2 separate regions of the Rattus norvegicus genome follow, and region 2 is linked to region 1. Evidence: chromatin contacts called from public Hi-C data. All regions are on one chromosome and are shown on one strand. Each heading gives the region's core, a stretch centred on a gene start, on an enhancer-like site or on the middle of the called end of the contact. The rest is flanking DNA. Distances are from core to core; before and after follow the strand shown.

Evidence for each region. Hi-C and Micro-C count contacts between places; a contact is called where the count stands out from the background.
Region 2: a Hi-C map of frontal cortex shows a contact between it and region 1, with 1.9 times the contacts expected there. The contact joins two enhancer-like sites. A contact is called at or near these places in 2 of 12 Hi-C or Micro-C datasets (frontal cortex and prefrontal cortex).

What each region holds. Positions count from the first base shown.
Region 1 is chr13:91,380,788-91,383,300 of GRCr8, forward strand. All of the region lies in intron 13 of Sdccag8 (SHH signaling and ciliogenesis regulator SDCCAG8), which reads left to right. Among named protein-coding and RNA genes, the nearest start is that of Sdccag8, 95 kb to the left of the region's middle. Within about 2 kb of position 1,259, at least 30 of the 93 cell types and tissues checked have an H3K27ac peak or open chromatin away from gene starts, as enhancers often do.
Region 2 is chr13:91,449,080-91,451,592 of GRCr8, forward strand. All of the region lies in intron 16 of Sdccag8 (SHH signaling and ciliogenesis regulator SDCCAG8), which reads left to right. Among named protein-coding and RNA genes, the nearest start is that of Sdccag8, 160 kb to the left of the region's middle. Within about 2 kb of position 1,257, at least 25 of the 93 cell types and tissues checked have an H3K27ac peak or open chromatin away from gene starts, as enhancers often do.

The DNA of each region.
Region 1 (2,513 bases), core at 9-2,508:
TACACAGTGACCACTGAGCTACACATAACCATAGCACCCATGTAAATTCAAATGGCAACAGTGGTAATGAGTGCGATCTTTAAAACTTGAGTGGGTGTTTTTTTTAATTGATAAGCAGTTTAATTAGTGTGCATAACTTTTAGTGTATCAAATGTTTATAAAACTAGTGCTTTATAAGTGATCAGGAGTTCAAACAAACCTGGTTAATTATAAGCAGTTTGAGATGCTCTGTGTGTCAGGGCTAACATGGAGTTCCATGGAGAACATTCCTAAATATATGAAGAGGATGAGTCCTGTAAGGGGAAGTTTGGAAGTACAACGAGGAAGGGAAAGAAAAGGAGGGCTTGAAGATGGCCATTAGATGCTACAATCACACACACACACACACACACACACACACACACACACACACATGTATAAAAACAAACAAGTTTTTTAAAAACCCCATAATTTAGAGCTATGTAGACTTGGAAGGTTGTAAAATCTAAGCTCAGAGGCCAGAATCAAGCCCTCTCTTTATTTTCAGCCCCCCATCACCAAGCATGACATCAGGTGTTTAGCATAAATTTACCTCTGCTCTTTACCGTTAAGGGAGGAAAGGGAGAAGGAAATAGCATCTGTTAATTAGCTTAGGTCCCAGCTCTGCGCCCTGCTTCTGCATTTGAAGAAGACCTGTAGCATCAGTGTGTTTCTTTATGTTGCATGGTTAACTTCAGTTTTTTCCACTTGAGTTTTATTCAAGAATTTTTAACCTAAAGTTTCCATTTAAAAGTTAAGCTCATTTTCCCTCTCTTGTACTCCTTTCATGAATAAATTAAGCAGAGAACGTGTCAAAAATAATTTTAAATGAATATATGTGCAACCAACATCTTCAAGGCTCAAAATAGATGGCCTTGGTGCTGTTATAAATTGCATCCTCTTTTTCTCCCCCACCCAGTATCGGGGAAAGTAGGCTGTCAAGGAGCCAGGAAAACAGAGGCTCTGGTGGACACCACACTGCCTGTGCATGGGCTCTCCACCTGTCTGGCAGGCGCGACACCCTGGTCTCGGCGTGGCCCGGGGCAGAGGCTTGAGTTAGCGGCTGCCAGCCAATGTGTGTCTGCAGGTTCTGTTCAATGTTCCTGGCTCGCTCCCCTCAGTTCTGCAATGCCCAAATGTGTGTGCACTGAAAATCGACACTGGGGACGCTCCCTTCTCCCCTGCCACTCAGGCCCACAGCCTGGAGCATGGTGGCGGCAGCAGCCAGCTCATTTCCTGAAGAAGCCCAGAGGGAACCGAGAAAGCTTACCCACACTGCTTGCCTGACTCAACAACAAGGAGCATGAAGTTCAGTGAAAATGGAAGGGAAGGCAGCAGTGTGTGCTAGAATAATGCTCCCAAGTCAGAGCGCTTCTGAGAGGAAGTTCTGTCCTCCCTCCTACGGTAGATAAATGGAGGGAAGGAAACAAGTCATCAGTTTAATGGTGTCTAATATCCTCACCCACCACCTCCCTCCTCCCTGGGTTTGGTTAGTAGGTCAGTTGTCAGACAGTGCTCCTTTTTTATTTGATAACCACTTGCTTATTACACAGTGAGTCATTGATTGATAAATCCAAGACAGCAAGCTTCGTAAGAATCTTGAGATGGTTTAAGAGGCTGGGAAATGTTTTGGTCTCCTCAGTGACCTGACCCAGACCGAAGTCAGCCTCATGGGAAACACACTGCTGTCCAGACCGTGTAAGCCCGCACTGGGGCTGGGGTGGAATGCAGTCAGTTTCAGCTCAGAGCAAGTATTAAGTCATGGGTTAAAGCAACATTTTGGAGCAGCCTGTCAGGTAGACATCTAGCTAAGTGGAATCGACGTTCCACAGTGGCTCAGTATGGCCTCTAGCAAGCACACTTCTATCACCATGGAGAGAACTGAGTATCTTTCTCACGTCCTGGGGTTTACAAGGAAAGAAAAAATGGGTTGCTTGTGTTTTGAGGTCTAGGAGGGATTCCTTCTCCAGAGAAGGTACTCTAAGAGCCAGCCTTGAAAACTTTGCTGTCTTTATCAGAGCCTGTTTCTGACTAAAAGATTTACTAAAAGAATGGACCCAGAGGCCGAAGGGTAACTTTGTACAAATGTACTAATATTTGGTACATGACATGGAAAACAAAGTGCCATGTCCTAGTGGCACATGTAGAGGCTGGAGGCTGGTGAGCGGGTGGCCCTTGCCTGCCTTCCAGAAGCGGATCAATCCCGTGTGCTTCAGCAGGCTGGCTTGGCTTGATTTTGACGTGTCCTTGTTCTGTCAACTGCCCTTCATTTCCTACAAAGAGTAGCTGAGGCTTGTTGAGATGCACGGATATGTAAAATCCCGTTAACACAGAGTTCTGGAAATTAGAGATAGAGACTGTGCTTCTGTCTGTTCAGAGACCTCAATGCTTTAAAACGAAGTCATGTAAAATAGTAATAATAATAGTAATAATAATAACAATAAAAATAATAACAATAATCAATCATCACAATGCTTAGTCTAGAAAACTTGAGG
Region 2 (2,513 bases), core at 7-2,506, 68 kb after region 1:
TCTGTCTGTCATGGTCTCTGGACAAGGAAAGTCATGCTTCAGACAGCATGTGCAGCATCCAAGGCGTGTCTCTCCCCTCCCCTGCTCTCCGTCTTTGGCCGCAGCAGGATAGTCACTTCCTTTCTGACTTTACCACATTCCCACAGACATGAAGAATGGCGTGTGGTTAACCAACACAAGGTGCAAACCAAATTACGAGGAGGTCAGACATTTAGTTTGCTCCTCATGTGGCAGTGGGGGCAGCCCCATGTGCTGAGTGTCACTGTACCCCTCACCCGCACTTCTCAGGACTCTGTTCATTATGGCCTTTGTCCCCAAGGATCTATCTGTCTTATGTATCTGTGCAGAAGAACTCTGTCGGTTTCACTGATGTCTTTTTGACCATGGGCCTGATAGACTATTTTCTACCCTCTCCCCCACCCTCAAACTGTTCAGAGTTAGAGAGAGCCAGGTTTCAGTCATCAGACAGTTGAATAGACTGTCTCACTGGGGGCCAGATTCCAAGGAGACAGCCCATGGACTCACAGGCCAGGAGAGCCAGGATTTCAACAGTGTCAACAGTCTCTGCTCATCACACCAAAAAAGCCCCTTGTGGAGCTGCCTCATTAGCATACAGCCGCTATGCTAGCTAACAAAGCCAGCTCAGGATCTGTTCCTCCCTCAGTGAGTCTGTCTTCCTTGACCAAAAAGAAACTACTCAAGCAAGGGTGGAGGCTCTCTGGTAGAAGACTGCATTGCAAGAATCACAGGAGACCATTCAGAACCGGCTTTAAAATAATCAAATTTGGGGGAAACAAGATTCTATGTTTTATTTTTCAAATCTTGTTTTTAGATCATCAGTAGACCAAAAAGAAGAAAAAAGAAAAGAAAATCACCATGCCCCAATGTTAAAAATGGTGGACCCCCAAATAGTTCCTAGTCATCCCTTAAAAGCTTTGCTGTGCTACAGTGTGTGAGAGGAGCTCCAGCCGGGCAGGGGCACGGGAGCCCTCCTCATGGGCTGCCTCCCTAGCCCTCCTTTGTTGGGGGTGGAGCAAGGGAAGGAGCAAGGCAGAGCAGATGTGCTGCTAGATCTGCAGGCTTCTGCCAACCATATGGCATCTTAAAGAAAGATGGCTGCAGCGTCTGGATTAGCAAAGAGTCGGAATGGGAAGCCATGTGTCGCGTTGGTACAGGCAGTTGTTTGAGCTCTCTCTAAATGGCTTCAGGAGATTGTGTAATGGAACAAACAGTCCTGGGAGCAGGGGAGCAGCCCTGCCGCTGCTGGAGAGGCGATTGGCCCTGGGGCGGCGGCTGCTTCCCTCCCTGCAGCATTATGTATGCTTTTAATGTTCTTGGAACTCTGAGAATTGACTAGAACTTTTCAACTGTTAATTACATGCCTAGGTTCTCCTGGGCTCTAGGCCCCTGTGAACTCTCCTCTCTGCCCCCAATTTGGTAATTAATTAGCCATGTTGCAGGCCTGCTCTTGTGTGCTGTCCCTCTGTCCTCCACAGGGCTCCAGGCTCAGTCCTACAGTTCTCAGGGCCGGGACAAATGCCTTCTGCAGGAAGCCTGTCTAACTCCCAAGGGCCGGTGTTTCCATCCTGACTCCAGGAGATGCTGTGAAGGTCGCCAGGAGCCCGTGAGAGCAGAGCCTGCCACTAATGGAGATCTCCCTGTCTCTACCAGTGACGTCACTGGGCTGTTGGGCCACACCTGACATCCACTGGCTCACCCAGGAGCTCAGATGCTGTTTTACAGTTCAGAATGAGCATAAGCTGAGCAGTGAGGCCTGGGGCGCAGGCAGCACATGGTCATTGCAAGGCAAGCATTGTGCTCTGTTGCTGAGTGGGGAACTTTGTACAAGCAGCAAAATCTAGAGTGGCCAGAAAAGTTAGGTCTACTCCCTCTAGGGTACATAACTAACTCTGAGGCTCAGATGTGTCAAAAGTTGGCTTAGAAGGTCAAATGGCTAAGGACAGCCAAGGAAGCAGTGGGTTGACCTGAGAGAATCATTAAGCAAAATTTCATTAAACTTTGAGAGCTGAGAGTGACTGGTCAGTTCCTGGTCTTTCTGAGCCCTGTGGGAACAGAGCATACTGAATATTGATGCCTCGCCTGTCTTGTCTGACCCCAGCTGTACAGCCCCTCCCCCAAATAGAAGCAAGGAAAGGAAGCAGCTTGTAGGTTAAAACTGACTGACCATGTGGTTCAGTAAATAAAGCCACTCGCTGTGCAAGCCTGGTGGTCTAGACGAGTTCGATACCCAGAACCCCCATAAAGGTAGAAGGAGAGAAACAACTCCACAGACTTGTTTTCTAAATCTCCACATGTACCACGCATGCATGCAGACACACAGGTGCACACACATACCATACTCATATATATTCATGCACACCACAATAATAAAAACATGAAAAATCAGAGCTGTGTAAAGTATGTGTCTACCACAGCGTCTCTTAGGACGTGAGCTGTGACAGCGCATTCTTCTTTGTCCATTGTACAACACACAACCTCCTGCAGAGAGAAGC